Linked DNA regions of Sus scrofa: region 1 is linked to region 2. A link is a contact called in public promoter capture Hi-C data. All regions are on one chromosome and are shown on one strand. Each heading gives the region's core, a stretch centred on a gene start, on an enhancer-like site or on the middle of the called end of the contact. The rest is flanking DNA. Distances are from core to core; before and after follow the strand shown. Region 1 holds the start of TMTC3 (transmembrane and TPR repeat-containing protein 3). Region 2 holds the start of DUSP6 (dual specificity phosphatase 6).

Evidence for each region. Promoter capture Hi-C pulls out the DNA fragments that hold promoters and counts their contacts.
Region 1: a promoter capture Hi-C map of fetal liver shows a contact between it and region 2, with 4 times the contacts expected there. The contact joins the promoter of TMTC3 here to the promoter of DUSP6 in region 2. A contact is called at or near these places in 2 of 5 promoter capture datasets (fetal liver and fetal skeletal muscle) and 1 of 2 datasets of contacts at active chromatin or transcription factors (skeletal muscle).

Annotation. Positions count from the first base shown.
Region 1 is chr5:94,381,976-94,387,174 of Sscrofa11.1, forward strand. It overlaps TMTC3 (transmembrane and TPR repeat-containing protein 3), which reads right to left and starts at 2,291. Exons shown (of 14, transcript XM_021092778.1): 1 at 2,024-2,291. CEP290 (centrosomal protein of 290 kDa) reads left to right here and starts at 2,422. Exons shown (of 55, transcript XM_021092777.1): 1 at 2,422-2,573; 2 at 3,209-3,338; 3 at 3,491-3,568; 4 at 4,827-4,896. The coding sequence starts at 3,237.
Region 2 is chr5:93,301,623-93,306,986 of Sscrofa11.1, forward strand. It overlaps DUSP6 (dual specificity phosphatase 6), which reads left to right and starts at 1,436. Exons shown (of 3, transcript NM_001267842.1): 1 at 1,436-2,296; 2 at 2,902-3,339; 3 at 4,372-5,364. The coding sequence starts at 1,897. The coding sequence ends at 4,679.

The DNA.
Region 1 (5,199 bases), core at 1,041-3,540, 1.1 Mb after region 2:
CAGACTAAGAGAACAAAACAGAAGGCCAGAAATAAAGGAACCAAGAATATACAGTAGGGAAGGAATAGTCTCTTTAATAAATGCTATTGGGAAAGCTGGAGAACCACACGCAAAAGAATGAAACTGAGCCCCTATCTTACAATGCTCCCAAAAATCTACTCAAAATGGATTACAGAATTGAATACAAAACCTAAAACCATAAACTCTGAGTAGCAAAGCTAGGGGGTAAGTTTCCTGACATTGGTCTTGGCAATGCTTTTTTTGGACTTGAAACCAAAGGCAAAGGCAACAAAAGCAAAAATAAGTAAGTGGACCTATGTCAAATGAAAAGCTTCCACACAACAAGGGAAATTATTAACAAAATGAAAAGGCAACCTACGGAATGGGAGGAAATATCTGCAAAAACCTATCTGAAAACAGGTCAACAGTCCACATATAAACAACTCACACAACTCCACAGCAAATGAACAAAATCTGGTTAAAAAATGGGCACAGGAGCTGATCCCAAAGAAGACAGAGAAAGGCCAAAAGGTACATGAAGAGGTGCTTACCATCCCTATTCATCAAGGAAACGCAAATCAAAACTACAATGAGATTTCCAATTACTTCACACCTGTTAAGAATGGTTAGCATCAAAAAGACTAGCGGTAACGAGCGTCAGGATGGGGAGAAAAGGGAACACGTGAGCACTGTTGGTGGGAAGGTAAACTGATGCAGCCATCGCAGAAAACAGGTTCCTCAAAAAATCAAAAATAACTAAGATACTACCCGGCAATTCCACGTCAGAGAATAGATAGGAAGAAAACAAAATCACTATTTTGAAGAGATACTTATTCATTTAGCAATCTTTATAGCAGCCGACTCATGGAAACAACCTAAGTTTCAATAGATGGCTAAAGGAATAAAGAAAATGTAGTATATGCACACAATGGAGTATTTTTATTCAGCCATAAAAAAGGAACTCTTACCCCCGGTGACACCGTGGCAGCAAAGAAGGACCATGAGGGCATAACGGTAAGTAAACTCAGATAAAGACAAATATTGTGTGATCTCATTTCTATGGAATCTAAAAAAACTGAATTGATAGAAACAAAGACCAGACTGGTTAAAAGATACAAACTTTCCTTTATAAGATAATTTCTGGGGATACAACGTACAGCACGGCTAATAGGTTAAAGTACAGTGTTCAAGTGTCTCACCTTTCAGTAAAGGACGAGATAAATTTATCATCCCTACAAATGTGATGAATGTGTTTAAACATATCTCACAAAATCACTACATGTATTTTCATTTTGAGTTATAGCTACTAAACCGTTTGGAAAGAAATCCATTACTTTGGAACGTAAACTTCAGTATCAATTACAGGGGAAAAAATAAAGTTCTTAAAAAAAAAGATAAAGACGGAGAGGCACTGGTTCAAGAGCAGAAAATGTCATTTGGATTTCAAGTTTACAGCTTCTTAAGAAATGGTGCATTATACTCCAGAATGGCTGGGAGCGGCCCCAAGAGCAAAACTTAAACACACCTGAGAGCTGGCAACACCTGAGAAGGCGTTCACACGGAAGGACATCCTCGGTCACCAAGCCAAGTGACCGCAGCATCCTGGGGGCACCTGAGGCCCCTCCTCTCTCCACCCTGAGTTCTAAAGCTCCCCCTTTAGAGCCTTCGCTCTCCGTACAAGCTCCTCAACCCTCAAGTCCTGAAATCCGCGAAGGTGAGGTGCCACAGGGAAGGGGTCCGGGGCCAAAGGATGCGGTGCCGTCTTCTCCATTCTCCCCTCTCCCTCCAACCGTGATCGCGGCCCTCCCTCCCCTGTGCGGAGACAGATCCTGATGCCCACGAAGGCAAACTTTTTCTTCTGATAGAGGGCACCACCTGGGGAGTCGCCGGCGAACGCCCAAGGAGAGGGCGGGGTCGCCCCACCTCTTCGGACCCGGGCCGGGCCCTCCGGTCCCCCGAAGGCAGGAGCTTCTCTCCGCCCCGACGGCGCCTCCCCCGCCGCCGACCAACAGCCCGACCTCACCTGGGAGCGGTCCCACCAGGGGATGGCTTAGAGAAACCTCAGGAGGAGCGTCCCAGCGAGCGACGCCACCGAAGGCACGGTCATGGTCTACCTTGTTCAGGTCCCCGGCGCAGACACGCCTCAGCCGCTCCGCCTCCGGCCTCCGGATGGTTCCCCCGCCGCCCGGGTGCGGGCGCAGCCTCCCGCGCTGCACGCCGGGAACGGCCTACCTCCACTTCTCAGAGGCTTCAGGGTCCTGGACGCCCCAGCCGCCCAGCCGAACTGCACTCTGGGACTTGGAGTCCGCATCCCACGCCTTCTCCCCGCTCTTAACGCAGAGTCCCGGGACCCCGCGGGAGAATCTAAACGTAAAGCATCGCCCACCGTCGTGAAATGTAGGCGCCGCTGGCATCCGGGCTCTTGTTCCGGCCTCGGTGGGGTGGGGAATGGTGTCGCCTAGCAGCCGCCGCCGCTGTTGCTGGCTCTGCACGAGTTGGCGGGATCCAGCGTCCGATGGGATTGGAACCGCCCGGGGCCAGAGCGGTTGGGCGTGGCGGCGGGGCTCGTTTGGGTGGGTGTGGGAGCTGGTCGCCAGGCCAGGTGTAGGTGGCTAGATCCTAGTGAGCGCGAGCAGATTCTCTTCCCACGCAGGATCTTTAAGGCTCAAGGCCCTAGTGCTTCCCCGCCCCTTCCTTCGCCTTAGGTCCGCAATCTGGCTGCTTTTCTCTCGCTTCAGCCCTGGTTTTCTCGACCCAGCTGCGCTCATTTCAATCATTTATTTCCTCTCTTTCTCTTTAAAACAAGCAGACACACACACACACACTCCTAGGTCCTGTTTGTCCGGATCGGGAGTAAATTTCTGACTTCCAAGCACCCTCTCTCTTGGCGACATTAGATGTTCCCGCGCCTTGCTGGTAAGGGAGGGCTTAGAGGAGGGGGACTCGAAATCTTAGTTCTGACTTAGATTAATTTAAGCGTGGAAGCCGTCGTGGTGTATTTAGCCTATAAAATACCTGAAGATTTGTCGCAACTGCTGTAATTTTGATCCAGGCTACTTTACTTAGACATCCGTTAAACAATTAAGGAGCCATAGCTTTTTGCTAACACCATAAAGAGTTATAATAATGTAATCTGTAAAAACTATAAATTATTGTAAAAGGATTAATGCTGTTTACCTTGAAAATGCTAATACTTGTTTTATTACAGAAGGTAAGGCACAGTGACAAAATTCAAGATGTCACCCAATATAAACTGGAAAGAAATAATGAAAGTTGATCCAGATGAGCTGCCTCGTCAAGAAGAATTGGCAGATAATTTATTGATTTCCTTATCCAAGGTACTTCATTGGTAAATAATGGATAGGTACATACATATAACTACGATTAATCTACATTGGCCCTGAAATCGCTGAAATGTACAATTGGAAGAGTTCTTTTATTTTGCTTAAGGGTTATATAATATGAAGTAGTTGCTTTTCTCTTTATTTAGGTGGAGGTAAATGAGCTAAAAAGTGAAAGTCAAGAAAATATGGTACACCTTTTCAGAATTACTCAGTCACTAATGAAGGTTTGTATGCAGTAGGTTTTAATAATAGCTTTGACTATTACAGTGTAAGAATCTGTTCTTATATATGTTACTCTCTGTGAAAGTACTTTGTGCTATTTAAATAACCACTAAAAAATGGGGTATCCTCAAATGTTGATTAAGAATTTTAGGTGCCAAACAGCTAATTTCTGCTCTCAAGTTATTAAAAGAATGTATAGGGAAGGCAGAATGTGTATGTTTAAAAAAGCATAGGGAAATCCTGTGTTAATTATGTAATGTAATTTGTTAGGTAGCCTACTCTTGGTATTTGTTAGGAGGGGAAGAGATTTAAGTGTGAGAAGACCTTATAAAGGTCAAAGACTGATGAGTAGTTTTAGGTAAGTGTAAGGCAGTGGTAAAGCATTAAGGAGATTCTACAGCTGGAGGTTACCATACATATAAACCTGGGAATAGAAAACAGGCATAATCTTTACCGTTGAGATAAATGCAGAAAGTTTACAGTAGTTTGTAGAGGAAACAAATGTTGGTGTAGTTTGGAATAGGTATATCTTATGCTGTCAGCAATTAATAACCATTAAAAAATTTTGAGCTACCACTGGTAGATACAAAAACATACCTTAAGAAGTTAAACTAGTTATGTTCAAAGGACAAGGTGAAGGGAAGTGAAGCTGTTTGGAAGGAAGTAAAACATAAAATTATGGGTTAGAATAATGAAAATGAGAAGAGAAAAGGAGTTCTCTTTGAGGCTCAGTGGTTAACCTGACTAGTATCCATGAGGACACAGGTTCCATCCTTGGCCTTGCTCAGTGGGTTAAAGGATCTGGTGTTGCTGTGGGCTGTAGTGTAGGTCACGGGTGGGGCTCGGATCCTGAGTTGCTTTGGCTGTGGCTGTGGCTGGCAGCTACAGCTCTGATTTGATCCTTAGCCTGGGATCTTCCATATGCCGTGGGTACGACCGTCCCCACCCCCCCCACCCCCCCCCCGCAAAAAAAAAAAGGGAGAGAAAAGAGAGGCAGGTAGTAAAAGAAACCTTACAAAATGGAAAAGTTGTGATAATAGATATGTCTTAAGTGATAAAGAGGAATCAAAGATGTTAGGAATCTAGAAATTATTGCCTTTGATAAGAAAATCATCTATTCAACAATTATTTGCTGAATGTCTCCTTATGTGAGGCATTTCAGAAACTAAGTATTGGGATAGCAAATTTTAAAGTCTTTATTTTCAGTGCTTGCATTCTAGTGTAAAGTCATTCTGAAATAATTTTTTTTTTAATGTTTAGATGAAAGCTCAAGAAGTAGAGTTAGCTTTGGAAGAAGTTGAAAAAGCTGGAGAAGAACAAGCAAAATTTGGTAAGTGCCTTGGGAAAAATTATTATGGTGTTTTAATAGTGAATTGCATTTATTTACTGAGCCATAGAGAATTAACTTTAATATATTCCATAAAATGTGTATACTGGTTATTTTGAAAGATTTTTCTATAATTCCTATTTCATGGATCAGGTATAAAATCGTTGTTTTCTTAACTTATTACAAACATGATGGAATCTTTAAAAAGAATTAATTTTGGAGTTCCTTTTGTTGCTCAGCGGTAACACACCTGACTAGTATCCATGAGGACATGGGTTTGATCCCTGACCTCACTCAATGGGTTAA
Region 2 (5,364 bases), core at 186-2,685:
CCTGCGAGCCCTGCACCGTGGCGGAGACGTTTCCCAGGACTCCCAGCTCGCCTCGGGAGCGAGGGGGGCCCGGCTGGCGTTCCTCCTTAGCCCACACCTGCCCCAGACCCCCAAGTCCCACCCTGGGCCCCCCCACCTGCCTTGGGGGTCGCCCGGCGCCCCCGCCCGCTGAACGCGGAGGCGGAGGCGGCGGGCGCCGGCAAGGAGCGCAACGCGCAGGAGCGGGCGGTGCTGTGCGAGTCGCCGGCGACGCAGGGGAGGGGGCTGCTGCCGCGCAGGGAAGAGGGTAACCCCGCGCGGGATGTCGAGCGTGGGGGCGGGCGGCCTCTCCTCTGACAAGCCTCTGGGTTTACAGTAGGCAATGCGCGGAGCTCTCCTGAGCCCCCGCGGCCTGCCGGCCTCGCAGGAAGACTTCCTCACGCTTTGCGGATGGTGGGGGCTGCCTGCCCGGCTCCGGACGCCCTGGTGCACCTAGCCCAGGCAGCCCCGCCAGGCCGGCTCCTCTGTCGGAAGCTGAGCTCGCTGCTCAGAAATGATGAAGGAGCGCGACCCCCGCCGCGTGCAGTAGGTGACGGCGGGTGAGGGGGTCGGATCCCCGGAACAATGGCTCATAACGCCCCCACGCCGCCTGAGAGGAATAAAAGCACCGGATTGCCCAACGAGTTTGTTTCTACAGCCTCCACGGTTTTTAAAAAATAATTAAAGCGCTATTAAAAAAAAAAAAAAAGCTTGCTTTCTATTATCTGGACAACCAAGCATTTGTTTGTTTGCTTGCTTAAAAATGTTTCAACAAAACCCTGGTTTGTCTCCAAAGATGTTGGATTAGCATTTAACACCTCATCGGTCACTAAAGCCCAGGCAGTCCACCAGCCCCAACACAGTCTCGGCTAAAAGAACATCGAAGCAAACAGAGCCGGGCTTTTTAAACTGGCAAACAAATGCCACACACTGCCTACGGGAGGAGGGGGAGGTTAAAGTGAACTCCAGTCCAAAGGAGTTTAAAGGGAATAAAAGCGAAGAAGTCAGCACTAGTTTCCCTAAAGCTAGCTTGCGCGCACAGGCGTCGCGAACAACGGCTTTTGTGCCTGCTAATTGCACCATTTGTGCGCAAAAGTTCCGACGCTAAGTGTGAACTCTCAACAGAAGGAAACATGAGACAACTGAAGTGCCCTGGTTTGTGTGCCCTGCTCCTCCTCCGCCGCCGCCTCCCCTTCTTTCTCCTTCCTCCCGCCGAGCCCGCTGTTGCAGCTTGTTTGCACTGGGGCTTATCCGGAGCGGAAATTCCTTTCCGTTTTTGTGAATGACAAACTCATTAACAATTCATCAACACAACCTGTTCCAGCCGGCCCGTCCCCACGGCAACAGCCCCTTCCGCAGCGTGCTCATTGGCTGGCGGGGAGAATGTATCCATTGAGACGCTCGCTGTTTGTATCCATTGAGGAGCTGCCTCGCGCAGGGGGTGTGCGAGGGCTGAGTCCAAGGGAGAGTGAGCAAATCCAGGCTTTAATAATCCGAGGAGAAAGCCGCCCGGGTGGATTTGAGGTGCAGTTTGGAGGGAGGGCTCAGGAGCTGCTGGACTTTTTTTTTTTCCTCTCCTCTCAGTAGCACGAAGTCCGAATTAATTGGATTTCATTCACCGGGGAGGAACAAAACTGTCTGGGCAGCTTCATTCAAAGAGATTCATTGACACCAAGAGCGTGCGGCTGCAGCCGGGTGCAGAGGGAACCGCCGGCTTACTTCTGTCTCGCTTGCCCCAACCGCTAACCCGGCTCGGGAAAGGAGAGGTGGCATTAAACCCCGCTCCAAGAGCGGCGGCTTTGGCGCGGCGCGCTCGGCCTATGCCTGCCCCGAGGGGAGTCTGGTAGGCACCTCGCCCTCTCCGGCCGCTCGACCCCCATGATAGATACGCTCAGACCCGTGCCCTTCGCGTCGGAGATGGCGATTAGCAAGACGGTAGCGTGGCTCAACGAGCAGCTGGAGCTGGGCAACGAGCGGCTGCTGCTGATGGACTGCCGGCCGCAGGAGCTGTACGAGTCGTCGCACATCGAGTCGGCCATCAACGTGGCCATCCCCGGCATCATGCTGCGGCGCCTGCAGAAGGGCAACCTGCCGGTGCGCGCGCTCTTCACGCGCGGCGAGGACCGGGACCGCTTCACCCGGCGCTGCGGCACCGACACCGTGGTGCTCTACGATGAGAGCAGCAGCGACTGGAACGAGAATACGGGCGGCGAGTCGGTGCTCGGGCTGCTGCTCAAGAAGCTCAAGGACGAGGGCTGCCGGGCGTTCTACCTAGAAGGTACGCGCCGGGGGCGTCCCGCGCCTGGGGCAGGGCGGGGGACCCCGGCTGCGGGTGCAGGCGGGGCGCGCCGACTGGAAGCGCCCCTGTGGCGCTTGGCTGGCGCTTCAGAGCCGCGCTGTGCGCCAGGAGCTGTCTGCCGGCTCCCGGCGGCGAATCTCTCGCGGCCCGCGAGCCGGGCCCGCGCGGAATCGACCCGCTTCCGGCCACAGGCACGCGTCGTTTCTTTGGAACTAGCTCTTCTTTTTCCTACCCGGCATATCCCCCACTTTCCCTCTACGTTTGATTTTGAATTCAGATTTCGCAGGACTGCAGAGGCCGTGGGGGTGCAGGCAGGCACCTTCTGGCACTTGTAGATACTCAGAAAAGTTGCCATTTTGTGCATTTCCGGATTCAAAAAAATAAGGGTTCCCAGGGGAGGCGGGCCTGTTCGTTCTGTTCCCAAGGGTGCACCTTTAAGTGCCTTTCGCCTGTATTTGTCTCTGTGTTTGGGGGGTGGGGGGGTAAGGTGCTGTGGTGTGTTTCTGAGCCCGGCTGCGGCTCTCCAACCTGTGAAAACTACTACGGTATCTCGGGTTACAAGATTGCTTTTCTCGTCCTGGCAGGTGGTTTCAGTAAGTTCCAAGCCGAGTTCGCCCTGCACTGCGAGACCAATCTAGACGGCTCGTGTAGCAGCAGCTCCCCGCCGTTGCCAGTTCTGGGGCTCGGGGGCCTGCGGATCAGCTCCGACTCCTCCTCGGACATTGAGTCTGACCTTGACCGAGACCCCAATAGTGCAACAGACTCCGATGGCAGCCCGCTGTCCAACAGCCAGCCTTCTTTCCCCGTGGAGATCTTGCCCTTCCTCTACTTGGGCTGTGCCAAGGACTCCACCAACCTGGACGTGTTAGAGGAGTTCGGCATCAAGTACATCTTGAACGTCACCCCCAACTTGCCGAACCTCTTTGAGAACGCAGGAGAGTTCAAATACAAGCAGATCCCCATCTCTGATCACTGGAGCCAAAACCTGTCCCAGTTTTTCCCTGAGGCCATTTCTTTCATAGGTGAGACTAATAGCCCTCACGCAGCCTTTTAAATGCAAAATTCAGAACCATTCCTAGAGTTCGAGGGGTTCACCTTTCTTGTTGCTAACTTGTGGGACTGCAGGTCTCTACGTTCCAAGGGCATTCTCAATTCTGTCGCTTAGCTTCTTGTTAAGAAAAAGGGCCTTTTGACAAGGCGGCAGGCCACAGGTGTATTTGAAACGCTGTCTGCTTCTTGACCTGGAATTCAGTCACTGGAAAGGGGGAGGGCACTCAGAAGGAGACAGCAGAATCCCCCCCACCCATCTTTGGACTCAAGGAGGGCCGGGTCCCAGAGGTACACAGGGTAGACAGGAATTCTAGCATGGCTTTGTAATTTTAAAAGCTCTTCGAGTTGCAGGACACCACGGTGTCCAAAAGCCCTGTGAATGCTAGATGTTGTGATCCAGCTGGACGTTCCTGTGACACTGCTTAGCAGTGAGACGGCGAGGGTAACCTGAGCACAGCAGGAAGGACTGTGGGCCGAGAGCCTGGAGAAGCGAATCTCCAGGCATTGTAATGCATTTCCTATTACAAAGGAACTCATTTTCAGGCCATGTCGACATCCTGTTCCTCCTAATGGGCTGTCCCCTGTGACTTCCCTCTCTCTTTTAAAATGCCTGAATACCTCCATTGTTAGCGGCACAACAGTTGGAGAATAATTTAATAGACCCTTGCAGTCTGCTTGTCTGTATAAAAGGCATTCACGACCATATTGCAGGGTTTCTGGTATTCACATGCTGAGGCAAAGAATGCACACATTAAGGAGTTTTTTGTTGGCAGAAACTTAATACAAAAGCTCCCTTTTCAGAAAATATCTGAAATATGTAATTGTGCCCAGTGTACATGTTTTATCGCAGGAATACATTTTCTGCTGCCTGCAGGGCTCAACTGCCACACACGATTATTTTTTATCTTTATTATTACTGCTGTTACTCAGTTTCGAGACTGAGCACTCACAAAGGGTGGTTTTCGGTCTACTGACATTTTGCCTTTCTTTTTGTGTGTTTCCAGATGAAGCCCGGGGCAAAAATTGTGGTGTCTTGGTGCATTGCTTGGCCGGCATCAGCCGCTCGGTCACTGTGACTGTGGCTTATCTTATGCAAAAGCTCAACCTGTCGATGAATGATGCTTATGACATTGTGAAGATGAAGAAATCCAACATCTCCCCCAACTTCAACTTCATGGGCCAGCTGCTGGACTTCGAGAGGACGCTGGGACTCAGCAGCCCCTGTGACAACCGCGTCCCCGCCCAGCAGCTCTATTTCACCACCCCCTCCAACCAGAACGTCTACCAGGTGGACTCCCTGCAATCCACGTGAAAGGCCCCACGCTGGGATGTGTCCGTTCCTTTAGCAGTTTCTCTTAGCAGCATCCACTGGGCTGCTTTCTTTGTATGTGGCCCCAGGTGTCACCATGACACCAGCTGTCTGTGTTAGACAAGGTTATCACGTGTGGAATTGGCTATTACAAAGGGAGAGGTTTGCTCCCTGCTCGTTGGAAGAACAGGCCATGCTGTATAGATAGGGGCAGTAGGTTTGGTCCACACCCATGTGTACAGCCTACCCCTGCAGGGACTGGAACTCGAGGACTTCCAGGTATATAGGGTAGGACCAAATGGTAGGTGGGAGCATGAGCTCTTTAGGGCCTCGTATGACTGTTTCCTTTTGCGTCTGGAACTGACTCTATCTTGTCTTCAGTGAAGACCGATGCAATGTTGCATATAGAGGAGCCAAAGAGAGGTTTCAGCTCTGTATTTGTAGTATCAGTTTGCAAAAAATGAAAATAAATAATAACGCAATCAAATGAATCTGATACTCCATTTGATTATTGTAAATATTTGATCTTAAATCCCTTGACAGTGTTTGTTTGAATTGTGTTTGTTTTTCCTTTGATGGGTTTAGAAAAAAATCATCCAAAGGGGGAGAGAGCAGTATACCACTTCTTCAAACAACAAAATAGAAACTTTGGCTCTTTCCTAATCCAAAGGATATATTTGCAGCATGC